4 separate regions of the Sus scrofa genome follow, and regions 2, 3 and 4 are each linked to region 1. Evidence: chromatin contacts called from public HiChIP or PLAC-seq data. All regions are on one chromosome and are shown on one strand. The core of a region is the stretch at or near the end of the contact, and the rest is flanking DNA. Distances in the headings are between cores, read along the strand shown. Region 1 holds the start of CENPX (centromere protein X). Region 2 holds the start of MCRIP1 (mapk-regulated corepressor-interacting protein 1). Region 3 holds the start of CSNK1D (casein kinase I). Region 4 holds the start of MRPL12 (39S ribosomal protein L12, mitochondrial).

Region 1 (2,850 bases), core at 30-2,529:
GGGGCCAAGAGGACAGCAGCAGGGGGAGCCCAGACGGGGTGTTGTGCAGGCAAGGTGTGCTGGGACCCTCCAGGCCTCCAGCCTTGTCCACGGGAGATGGCACGGCCTCGCCCAGAGCTGCTGAGCAAAGCGGGAGAGCAGCGCGCGTGACGGGGAGCGGAGCTTGCCCCGGCCAGGGCTCAGGAGGGTGAGAGCTTGCAGCAGCCCGTACCTGCGGCAGCGTCGCAGCGGCCTCGCGCACCCTCCCAGAGTGAGCGCGCGAGCTTGGCGCCACCTGCTGGTCCCACCAAGAAAGCCCAGAAGGCCCTGCTGCCCCACTAGATCCCAGACTCCAGGGAAGAGCTGAAAGAGCCAGGCTGCCACCTGGGGAGCAGCTGCTGCACCGGCTTACCCTGACAACTAAAGGAGCCAGCACCAGCTGGGAGAGGGGGGTCCCCAAGCTTGCAAAGGGCAGCATGAGATCTGGGATTTGGTCAGCCTCTGTCTCTCTGTGTGGAGGACCACAACCCCCCACCCCGGCCCCGTGCCCCTCGCCTGGGACAGGCCTGCTCGTGGGTAATGACGGCAACCCCAGCTCTAGCCCGAGGCCTCAGGGCTAGGACTCCAGAGCTGCCCAGGATCCCAAGAAGGAGGCCCAGCCAGTGCTCCCCTCTGCAGCTATTACAGTGCAGGGAGGGCCCAGCCTCAGTGATTTCCCCTTTGACGCATTAACTCCTTCTAGGCCTGGGCAAAGTGGCCATCCAGGGTGAAGAGGGAGAACTCCCCCACTAGGGGCTGGCTGGACAAGGAAGTCCTCACCCAGGTACACAAAGGGCTGCTATCAAAAGCTCAGTGCTTCCTACCCTTAGCGCAGAGCAACAAAGCGAAACCCAGAGACCACTCACAGCCCGAAGGGTTTGGGAACCGAGCCTGCCGGCCTAGCGACCCACCCACTCGGGCCACGGAGGACTAAGTACGCGCGGGATGGGGGTCGTGGCCGATTCTGGGAATGGGCCGACCCTAGAAGGTACCGGCCGGCAGGACGGGGACTGGTTTAGGGCCCACACGTGGCTCACGCAGGGGGCCGGGCCCCGAGCTCGCTCCCAGTGCCTTCCCCGAGCCCCCTAGCCCGTCCCGCTCCGCCCCGCCTCGCAGTCCCTCGCTCACTTTCCGGAAGCCCGTGCCGCTTTCCTCCATGACCGCCGCCAAGTTGTGCGTTCTCAGAAGCCCGGCCCCCGCGCCTCCAGCCAATCGACCCGTAGCGCGCCTTCTGAAGCCTCGCCCCTGCGCCCCCCAGCCAATGGGGTCGCCGCGCGCGCCCACTCCCTCGCCCTAATTGGTCCTAAGCGAGCGCACCGCCCCCGCAAAGCGTCCTGGGAGTCGTAGTTTCCGCCAGGCCTTCCCGGCGCGCCCCGCTCTTCCTGGATACTGAGGGGCACCGCGGCCGCCAGCCCCCGCGGCAAGCGGGCGGGGTTCCTAGGCGCGAGGCCTGGGGCGGGGGCGGGAGCGGCCCCTCCGCTAGACGCCCCGCCCCCGAGAGCATCCTCCTCCCGGATCCTGGGCTTCGGCGACCCCGAGGATCACCCGCCCCCGCCCTCTCGGGGCCTCCCGCCAGTTGAAGCAACTGTTTGCTCCTCATTCCGCGGTTGCTGAGGGCGTAGGGTCTGTGTGCGCCCCCCTGCGCTGTCGGGGGCTCTCCGTAGACCCCAGGGGGAGGCTTACAGCCAGCAAGGACTGGGGCAGGGGAGCAGGAGCCAGCAGCCCACTTCCCCAGCCTCCCCGCCTCCGGGTGAGGCCTGTCTGGGAGCTTTGCCGGAAGCCCCGCCAGCCCTTCCCTCATGGAGGAGCTCCAGCGCGCCTACAGCCGGCTGTGCAAGGAGAGCGGGGCCGAGCCCCAGGAGGCCGTCCTGCAGCGGCTGCACGGGCTGCTGCGGGGCCGGCTGGACCTGGCCACACAGAGCTTGACGCTGGACACCTGCAGGGCTCTGGGCAAGCTGCTGCAGAAGGAGGCGCTGCTGACGGAACTGGTCCTGAGTGACTGCATGCTGAGCGACGAGGGTGGGCACCGACGGACCGCAGTGGCCACAGCAGCCCTTGCAGCTTCGAAGGGCGGGCAGGGGTCGGCGTCCCTGGGCTTGTTTGCCCTGCTGCTCAGCACCCCCAGGCCTTGGTGCTCGGTGGCCCGCCTGTCCTCTTCTTTGGGAGTCTCCCCTTCACTGTAGTCAAAGCAAGCAGCAGCATTCACTCGGGAAACTGGGGAGCATCTCTCTGTAGCGAAAAAACCTTAGCGCCCCCAGCCAGCTGGCTTAGGAGAGTCCGCATGGGGGGGGGTCTGCAGCCGGACTCCGCACCTGCCGCGTGTCAAACCTGACACAGGAGTGGGGCGACTGACTCATTTTTGGCATGAACCCTGGCTGGTCGGGGACCCTCGTCCCTTCCCTCCGTCTGGGGAGCTGCCCCTGATGGAGCCACCAGGAGCGGAGAGTGACTGTCCTGGTCCCTTACAGGAGCCACGATGTTGCTGCAGGGACTGTGTGTCAACACCGTGGTGCGGTTTCTGGATCTAAAGGTGGGTGGATCTGCGCTTAGGGCCCTGCCCCCCGGCCAGGGAGAGTAGCGAAGCTGCAGTTGTCCTGGGGCCCGGGGATCCCGATGGCGGCGAGAGATGGTGTCTGTACGCACTGACTCTCAGTCTCCTGCACGTGTGCCAGTGTTCTGAGGGCAGGAATGTGAGTTCCAGAGCATTCCACAGCAAACCAAGAGCCTGCATCAGGGGGCCACTGTGGTCAGGGAAAGCAGAATCTGAAAGGATTCCGCGCTTCCCGCCCATAGCTCGCTGTGACCTCACCCACTTCCCAATGAGGGTGTTCG
Region 2 (2,879 bases), core at 67-2,566, 150 kb before region 1:
CACCCACGTGGCTCTGCACAGAGACGGGCAGAGTTTTCCTGGATGGATCTACGTAGCACCCTGCCCTGCCACGGGAACCAAGGGCTTCAGGGATGGAGGCAGGGTGTTGGGGGGGCCCCAAACCCAGTCTCCCGCCCCTCGCTCTCCACCCCCATCCCCAACCCCCAAGACAGATGCTTCAAGACAGGCACCGAGATGATACTCTCTTGTCTGGGAAAGTGACCCTGGATATTCTGGAGTTAGAATCAGTGATGCAGGTGTGGCCATTCTGTGTTCCTTTAGAATTCCGATAGGAACTCCAAAGTCTCCAGCTTCCACTTTCCTGTCATGTTCTGTCTTTGGGGCTCTCAGCAGCCCAGTTTCTGCCCATGAGACTTTGAGAAAGTGATCTACCACCCAAGCGGGTGCCAGCAGGATGCTGCAGTACCAGACGCCAGGGCTGGCGTCCCCTGAAGACCCCCAGGCAAAGCCTCTAAGCAATGCACCGCCCTCCCCCTCTCCTGGTGGAGGCAGCAGCTCCCCTTCCGAGCAACAGATACCCCCTCCCACGTCCCTGGGCCCTTCCAGCCACCCCAAATCGCGCCTCTTCCTTCGGGACGCGGCTCCTGTCCCCTTTCCTCCCCGCCCACACTCCTCTAAGAGCTCCAGACGCCCCCGTCTGACATCTCCGGGCCTTTGCTCGAGATGCCCCGTCTGCCCTAAACTACTGCACTGGTCCCTGGGGGCTCAGCTCACGACCACCTCCTCTGCGAAGCGTCCCCTGCGGTAGGTCGGGGACACGACTCCTGCGCCTCCACGTTTCGTGCAATGTCTCACCACCTGGGCTGCGGCCTCCCCGCTGCAGCCCACCGCCCACCCTGGCAGCCCCCGGGCCCGGTGACCCTCGCTGAGCGCGGGCCACCTCCCACCCCTTCTGGGTCCGCACCTGGCGCCGCCCTGCCCGGCCCGGGGGCCGAGACCTCGGGACGGGCGGGACCACGGCGGAGGGCGGGCGAGTGGCGCTCCGGAGTCAGGAAGCATCGGCAGGGATGCTCCCCAGACGACCGGGCCGCAGCTTCGGGGGCTGAGCCGGGCGGCCCGCCGCCCCTCCGAGCCCCGTGCGGCCGGCCCGCCCCGCCTCACCCTCCGCCGCGGCGGGCCGGGCGCCCGCGCCCCCGCCCGGGCCCTGCCCTCGCGGCCGCCGCGCCAGGGCGGGTCCCGGCCGCGCCCGCCCCGCCCGCCCCCGCTGCCGCCGCCTCACCTCGCCCTCTCGGCCGCCGCCGCCGCCGCCGCCGCTGCCAGGGGCCCGGCCGGAAGTGACGCGCGCCGCCGCCGCCGCGCACGCGCGCGCGCGCGCACGCCGGGGCGCCGGCCACGTGACCGCAGGCGCGCGGGGCGGCGGCGAGGGGACGCGGACGGGCTCCCGGGCCTGCGGGCTGCTGCGGTGTCCGGGCCCGCGGGACGGCGGGGGCGGCGGACGGCGGGCACCGGCGCGCGGAAGCCGCGGGCCGCGGGCTCTTGCTCCGGCACTGCCGGACCCCCAGCGCCGAGTGGACGACGAGGTCCGCTGACCTCCGGAAGCCGCCGGAGCCGAAGGCCTGGGTCGGCGGGTCCCCAGTAATCAGGCCATCGCCACAGGCTTGGGCATCACGTTTATTGAAAAAGTAAAAAGTGTCACCATAAAAAATTCACCCGGAGAAAAAGCCAGGCCAGCGCTGGGGGTGCGGGGGTCGCGCCCAGGTATAGGGTCCTGGGCCGCCTGGTGGGCCCCCCAGCCCGGTGGGCGGGGCACCCCTGGCACCCCGGGGAGGTGGGCATCTGACTTCTCCAGGGAGGGCTAGAGCCCTGGGAGGGCAGGGCTGGGCTCAGTCCATCTTAGTCCCTTTGAAGAGCTCCACCAAGTCCTTGAAGTCAGGGTCAATGAGATCCGCGGGCAGCTCACCGTCGTCGTTGGCCGCTTCTCTGTCTGCACCCAGGGAAATGAGATACCTGCCAAAGGCAGCCCTGATTGCCGAGGGGAGCTGGCCTGGAGGATGCTCACTCCTCCCCCCGGGGTAGCAGGCTGGGGTTCTAAGGTCCGCCTGTTTTTTATTTTTCCAGGTGGGGCGAGGAGGAAGAAACCAGACCCTTTGGAAAGGACAGCTGACCTTGGCAGTTTGCTCTTGGGAGGGAAAGGGCAGAAAGGAGATGCCAGAAGCCTTAGGGTTGTCAGCTGCATGGGGAGGGCCACCTTTCGGGGGACCGCATCCTGGAGGTCACCCTCTCACCTGGCTATGTCGGGGTACCCGTCACTGCAGGCAATGTGCAGGGGCGTCCAGCCCGTCTCGTCACGCTGGTGAATGTCAGCCCCGTGTTTGACCAGCAGCTTCACACACTCCAGGTTTCCAGAGAGCACCGCTTCATGAAGGGCAGCCAGGCCTGGGAAGGGCAGCAGGGGTCAAGCCTGAGGCCTTCCCTGCCACCCCGCAGACCCTGGCTGGCCCCGCAGGCACTCACCTGAGGGATGGATGGTGTCCAGCGAGACTTTCCGAGCCCGGATGAAGCGCCCCACCTGCTCCAGGTCGCCCTGGCGGATGTGGTCCAAGAATAGGACGTCGTTAGGGAAGCGCACGCTGCGATCCGCCAGCAGCCTCCGGCGCCGCTGCCTCGGGCTGTAGCGAGTATAGCGGGCTGCTCTGCTGGGCATCTTGGAGGCTATGGCGTGGGCCACCCCTGTGGGGACCCCACTGCTTGGGGGAGGAAAGTGCCCAGACCAGATCCAAGTGCAGGCTCTCGCGGCTGACTGTGACCTCCAGCGTAGCCCCCACAGTGCTTCCCGTGCTCTTGCTGGCCAGGGCACTTCCCGCTTATATAGGGCCCGGCGTGCTATATAAAGCTGCGCAGTCATGCTCGCGCCCGAG
Region 3 (2,969 bases), core at 425-2,924, 220 kb after region 1:
TTCTGGAGTACAGCTCCTAGATCCTAGGTTAAAACTTTTGCCAAAATCTATTGTTCTATAAATAAGGCAAACAGCTTGCATTTACCCAGCGCTTCGCCTCCAAAACCCTGCTGAGAAGGCAGCTCCCGACGACTGGACATAAATATTTAAGTAGTAAAATGCAAGTGTCTCTGAAGTGTATCCTACTTGGAGAGCAGCGCACATGCTGGAGGGACAGGTACCCTGTGGGGTAAGGGTACCAAAAGCAGTTCCCAACTCCCTCAGTGGGGGCTCCTCTTACACACCAGCCCACCGAGGTCGCGCACCCGCTCCAGGTAACGAGAGCCCAGGATGGGGCGGGGAGCTCGCACACTTGGGACCATCTGAAAGGCATAACCAGGAGCATCAGGGACCCTCGGCGACAAGCGCAGCAGCCGAACGGAAGCCCCGGGGCGGGCTGCGCCACGGGCGCATGTTTACCCCGAACTTGCGCAACGACAGTCCCGCCGCACAGCAGGCGTGCCGGGCTGGGCAGCCCCGACGCGGGGGTGGCAGCGAGTGGCCCACAGTTCCTCCGAGGAATGCCGCTGAGTTCTGTTTAAACTTCCAACTTTAAGATCCAAGCCCACCCTCTAGCACACGGGTGTATCCGAGCCTTCTTGCGCTGGAGACCTCAAACAATCCGGGACATTCTAACCCCAGGTTTTCCCGTCTACCCCGAGAACTTTCGCAGCAAAGGACAAGCTCCGGGTAGCGCTGCGCCACTCGACCTGCCTCTACTTCAGCCCACGCCTAAACGCTGACTTCGTCCTGGGTCGCCTGAGCGTCGTTCTGGTTGACGGCCAGGGACAGAGGCTGCAACTTGGAGGCGCAACACGTACCCCACCACCGCCCGACGGGCCCCCCGCGCGGCCCCGCGCTGCACCTGCGCTCCGCGGCCGGAGGGGCTGGGCACCGCCAGGGGCAGCGCGCAAGCCTCACCTCGTCTCGTGCCCGGCCGCAGGGCGCAGGACGCGGGCCCGCACGCCCGCCGACCGCTTTGTCGCCTGCGGGGTCGCCGGCCGTCCCGGAGGCCGCGGGCAGGCTGGGGCGGCTGCCCCGGGGCGCGGGTCGGGGGGGCCGCAGGCTCCCGCCCGGGGAGCTGAGCGGCGCGAGCCGTGAGGGCCCCGGGGCGAGTCAGGGGTCCGGCCGCCGGGGGCGGGGTCGCCGGGGCGGCGGCCGGAGCGGAGCCCGGCGGCCGGGCGCCGGTTTGGGGGCCGCGCCCGGGGGAGGGGCGCCTCACCGAGATAGATGTCTCCGAAGGACCCGCTGCCGATCTTCCGGCCCAGCCGGTACCTGTTCCCCACTCTGAGCTCCATGGCGGCGGCGGCCCGGCTCGCTCCTGCCCTCCCGGCCGCTTCCTGGGTCTGAGCTCGGGGAGGCGGCGCCGCTGCTGCCGCTACTGCGGGTCCGGCTGCCGGCTCCGCCCCCCTCACGGCCCCGCTTTCACCATCGCTTTCCGGCCGCCCTGCCGCTCCCAGCGCCTCAATACGGGGCGGATGGGACAGTCCGGGCGCCGCCGCCCCTGCTCCGGCCTCCGCCAACCCCGTTCGCCCTCTCCCCGCCGCGGATGGACTCGGATCTCCCGGGCCTAAATCCCCCTTCAGGGGCCTGAAGGAGCCGCCGCCATCGCGCTGTGACGTCACTTCCCCTAGCAACCCGGCGGGGCGGGGCCGCGGCTCCAAGCGACGGCCGGGGCGGGGCGATCGCGACCGCGGGGCGGGGCCTGGGGGCGGGCCTGCGCAGCTCTAGGGGTAGGGACCGCGTTCTCCCGATCCACTGACGCACCCGGCCAGGCACCTCCCCCCGCTCCTTGCCCCCTGCCTCTGGCAGCAGCCCAGGGCCCAGAGCCCCTCGCCTGGACCCCTTCCGCCGGCAGGATCTATGGGCTCGTGCAGGATTCCCTGCAGCTGTCTGGGAAGCCAGCGTTTCCTTGCTGCAGGCCTGGGACAGGCTCCCAGGCAGTGCCCTATAGGGGGGGGTAGGCACCTCCCTGCACCGGCACCTGCAGGGAGTAATATGCTCCCTCCACTAGGTGCTAGGTACGCTTTTTTGTTGGGTGCCAACAGCCTCAGTAGTGTCCCAGCTCACACGGACTCAAAGCTGACACCCAGCCTGTGCCTGACACACAGTGGAAAATATATAGACATATATAGAGAGAGATTTCATGGCCACACCAGCGGCATATGGAAGTTTCCCAGCAAGGGATTGAATCTAAATGGTAGCTGTGACCTACACGGCCATACCAGATCCTTTACGCCGCTGCAGCAGGCTGGGCATCCAACCAGCCACCTCCACAGCCACCGGAGCCACTGCGGTGGGCTGCTTAACCCACACCGCCATTGCGAGAACTCCACAATGCGCCCATTCAGAGTGTGCGAGTCAATGGTTTTAGCACGTAGCAACCATCGTCACAGTCAACTTCACTTTTCCATCACCCCAAAGAGAAGCCTCCACCCCACAGTCATGCCCCAGGCCCACGCATGAACAAAGTGCTGTGCTCTGAGGTCGCAGGGCCTGGCTGCAGACCTTCGCATTTTCTCGTGTCCTGAAAGCACGCTCCTCCCTTCTCCCGTTCAGGCCCTTCGGGGAGGGAGCTTGGTGTGTGTGCATGTGTCTGTTGGGCCTGGTGGGGGCTGGGAGCTGCTGGGGTCCCCCCGCTGCTGCTGCTGTCACAGTGGCCTCGCACCTCCCGGCCACTGCTTCCATTCTCTTTCCTCCTCTGGCTTCTGGTAGTTTCTGCCACTGAGCTCCCGTGACCTCCCTCTGTGCCTCTTCAGCTAACTGGCTGGTCCTGGTCGGCCAGTTCTTTGTCTGCAGGGAGTCACAGGTCACTGGCAAGAGCCAAATGATGGGGCAGGGGTGGGGTCATTTGCATAAATTGTGACCACCGGATTCATAAATTTTTTAAAGTTATACTCCATTTGTAGTTATTATAAAATATTGGCTAC
Region 4 (2,962 bases), core at 462-2,961, 210 kb before region 1:
CTCCAGCCGGCTAGAGTGTCCTCAGCTTTTATGCTCGTTGGTTTGGGGGGCTAGAGAGTCCTCCCCCAGCGCGTATGCTCGGAGGTCCGGCCGGCTAGAGCGTCGACCCTCAGCTCGTATGCTCTTTGCATCTCGGGGCTAGAGTGTCGACCCTCAGCTCGTATGCGCCAGCAAGCTAGAGCGTCCTTTCAGCTCGTATTCTCCAGCCGGCTAGAGTGTCCTCTCAGGTTTTATGCTCGTTGGTCTTGGGGGGCTAGAGAATCGCCCAGCGCTTATGCTCAGCGGTCCGGCCGACTAGAGCGTCTACCCTCCACCGCTCCCTAGCTCGTATGCTCCTTGGTTTTGGGGGCTTCGAGAGTCGTTCTCCAGTTCATATGCTCGGTCCGACGGGCTAGAGCGTCCACCCTCAGCTCGTCTGCTCCAGCCGGCTAGAGTGTCCTCTCAGCTCGTATGCTCGTTGGTTCTGGGGGCTAGAGAATCGGGCCCCGGCTCTCATGCTCGTGGTCCGGTCGGCTAGAGCGCCCCCCAACTCGTACACTCAGCCGTCCGGCCGGTTAAAAGATCGGCCTTCCGCTCGTATACTCCAGCTGGCTAGAGTGTCCTCTCAACTCGTTGGTTCTAGGGGCTAGAGAGTTTTCCCCCCAGTGCATATGCTCGACCGTACGGCCGGCTAGAGTGTCGACCCTCATCTCGTATGCTCTTTGTTTCTAGGGGCTAGATCCTTGGCCCTCAGCTCGTATGCTCCAGCAAACTAGAGCGTCCTCTCAGTTCGTATGCTTGGCGGTCCGGCCGGCTAGAGCGTACACCCTCAGCGCACATGCTCCAGCCGGCTAGAGTGTCCTCAGCTTTTATGCTCGTTGGTTTTGGGGGCTAGAGAGTCCTCCCGCAGCGCGTATGCTCGGAGGTCCGGCCGGCTAGAGCGTCGACCCTCAGCTCGTATGCTCTTTGAATCTCGGGGCTAGAGTGTCCCCTCAGCTTTTATACTCGTTGGTTTTGGGGGCTAGAGAGTCCTCCCGCAGCGCCTACGCTCGGAGGTCCGGCCGGCTAGAGCGTCGACCCTCAGCTCGTATGCTCTTTCCTTCTCGGGGCTAGAGTGTCGACCCTCAGCTCGTCTGCTCCAGCCGGCTAGAGTGTCCTCTCAGCTTTTATGCTCGTTGGTTTTGGGGGCTAGAGAGTCCTCCCGCAGCGCGTATGCTCGGAGGTCCGGCCGGCTAGAGCGTCGACCCTCAGCTCGTATGCTCTTTGCTTCTCGGGGCTAGAGTGTCGACCCTCAGCTCGTCTGCTCCAGCCGGCTAGAGTGTCCTCTCAGCTTTTATGCTCGTTGGTTTTGGGGGCTAGAGAGTCCTCTCGCAGCGCGTATGCTCGGAGGTCCGGCCGGCTAGAGCGTCGACCCTCAGCTCGTATGCTCTTTCCTTCTCGGGGCTAGAGTGTCCTCTCAGCTTTTATGCTTGTTGGTTTTGGGGGCTAGAGAATCCCCCCCAGCGCTTCGGCTCAACGGTCCCGCCGACTAGAGCGCCCCCAAAGCGTATGCTCAGCCGTCCGGCTGGTTAAAAGGTCGGCCTTCCGCTCGTATACTCCAGCCAGCTAGAGTGTCCTCTCAGCGCTAATGCTCGGCCGTCTGGTCGGCTAGAGCGTCTCCCCTCAGCGCATGTGCCCTTTGGCTCCGGGGGCTAGAGAGTCCTCCCGCAGCGCGTATGCTCGGTGGTCCGGAAGGATAGAGTTTGTGTTTCCGACGACCCAGCCGGCTAGAGCGTCTTACCCCCAGCTCGGCTGTCCAGCCGGCTAGAGCGTCCTTTCTAGCTTGAATGCCTGGTGGCTGAGGCCGCTAGGGAGTCCCTCCTGTTGGGACCCGCGTGTGACCTTCCCGCCTGCGGAGCGATGCTGCCGGCGGCTGCAAGCTCCCTGTGGGGGCCGTGTTTCGGGCTTCGGGCCGCTGCGCTCCGCGTCGCCAGGTACCGCGGGCTGCCGAGGCCCGGGCGGACGGGCAGTGTGGGTGCTCTCGGCCGGACACTGCAGGTGCAGGTGGGGGCGGCGTCTTGGGCGGCTGGCTGGCTGCCCCCCTCCTCGAGCGGCTGGTCCCTGCAGGAGTAGAGGGCGCAAGGGTCCTTCCTGCCAGCCGCCTAACCACGTGGGCCGCTGAGCGTGCCGGCGTGGCCCTGGATGACCTTGGACGGGTTTCTGCTCCTCTCTGGGCCTCAGTTTCCCCGGCAGCGCAGTGACGTGGCGGGACTCCCGTGAGTGGATCTGGCTGGCGTTCGGCCGCCAAGAACCCCACGTCCTGAAAGGCGTTGTGTGGCAAAGCGCCTTCAAGTGTTTGTCTAGTCTCCACAAATTGGTGCAGCTTATCCAAAGCGAAAGTAACGTTGTAGAGAGCGGTTTTGCAAACAGTTACGTGCGTTTTTAAGGTCTTTGAAAAAGTCCAAAGTAATTGGAAGTCCCTTTTGTTAGCTGTGTGGGTCCTGCAGTGTGAGATCCCTGGGTTCGGACGGGGAAACTAGATCTGAGCCTGAGGCACCTGCGTGCCTGGCTTGTGCAGGCTGATGGCTCTGTTTGAACGGGATTCAGGCACCAGGGACCGAGACTGTGCGGTGTGCGGTTGATGAGATGCAGCAGCCATCGAAAGGGGGAGGCTCTTGCTGGGGCCCCCCTGGATAACGCCCCCAAGGAGTATCCCCCCAAAATCCAGCAGCTGGTTCAGGACATTGCCAGCCTTACGCTCCTGGAGATCTCAGACCTCAACGAGCTCCTGAAGGTACTGGCCAGGCGCCCCACCTCGTGGCCCCTTTGCGGGGGGTGGGGGGCTCCTCGAGACTGTGCCTGCTGCGACCAGGCACATCCAGTGTGGCGCCTGCTTCTGAGAGTGCTTTTCTCTGTCCTGCAGAAAACGCTGAAGATCCAGGACGTTGGGTTCATGCCCATGGGTGCCGTGGCCCCTGGCGCTCCCCCTGCCGCCGCCGCCCCA

Evidence for each region. HiChIP or PLAC-seq counts read pairs in DNA pulled down with a chosen protein or histone mark.
Region 2: a contact with region 1 is called in an H3K27ac HiChIP or PLAC-seq map of alveolar macrophages. The contact joins the promoter of MCRIP1 here to the promoter of CENPX in region 1. A contact is called at or near these places in 3 of 5 promoter capture datasets (fetal liver, fetal skeletal muscle and liver), 4 of 47 Hi-C or Micro-C datasets (embryonic fibroblasts, epiblast stem cells, liver and 1 more) and 2 of 2 datasets of contacts at active chromatin or transcription factors (alveolar macrophages and skeletal muscle).
Region 3: an H3K27ac HiChIP or PLAC-seq map of alveolar macrophages shows a contact between it and region 1. The contact joins the promoter of CSNK1D here to the promoter of CENPX in region 1. A contact is called at or near these places in 1 of 47 Hi-C or Micro-C datasets (skeletal muscle) and 1 of 2 datasets of contacts at active chromatin or transcription factors (alveolar macrophages).
Region 4: an H3K27ac HiChIP or PLAC-seq map of alveolar macrophages shows a contact between it and region 1. The contact joins the promoter of MRPL12 here to the promoter of CENPX in region 1. A contact is called at or near these places in 5 of 47 Hi-C or Micro-C datasets (embryonic fibroblasts, heart right ventricle, liver and 1 more) and 1 of 2 datasets of contacts at active chromatin or transcription factors (alveolar macrophages).

Annotation. Positions count from the first base shown.
Region 1 is chr12:990,047-992,896 of Sscrofa11.1, reverse strand. CENPX (centromere protein X) reads right to left here and starts at 1,279. Exons shown (of 4, transcript XM_021066397.1): 1 at 1,147-1,279. The coding sequence starts at 1,176. LRRC45 (leucine-rich repeat-containing protein 45) reads left to right here and starts at 1,386. Exons shown (of 17, transcript XM_021066372.1): 1 at 1,386-2,037; 2 at 2,487-2,548. The coding sequence starts at 1,818.
Region 2 is chr12:1,136,234-1,139,112 of Sscrofa11.1, reverse strand. MCRIP1 (mapk-regulated corepressor-interacting protein 1) reads right to left here and starts at 1,316. Exons shown (of 5, transcript XM_021066464.1): 1 at 1,241-1,316. It overlaps PPP1R27 (protein phosphatase 1 regulatory subunit 27), which reads right to left and starts at 2,822. Exons shown (of 3, transcript XM_021066435.1): 1 at 2,476-2,822; 2 at 2,247-2,397; 3 at 1,615-1,968. The coding sequence starts at 2,665. The coding sequence ends at 1,845.
Region 3 is chr12:767,561-770,529 of Sscrofa11.1, reverse strand. CSNK1D (casein kinase I) reads right to left here and starts at 1,674. Exons shown (of 10, transcript XM_021066360.1): 1 at 1,262-1,674. The coding sequence starts at 1,337.
Region 4 is chr12:1,202,566-1,205,527 of Sscrofa11.1, reverse strand. It overlaps MRPL12 (39S ribosomal protein L12, mitochondrial), which reads left to right and starts at 1,711. Exons shown (of 5, transcript XM_021066454.1): 1 at 1,711-1,952; 2 at 2,566-2,752; 3 at 2,882-2,962. The coding sequence starts at 1,879.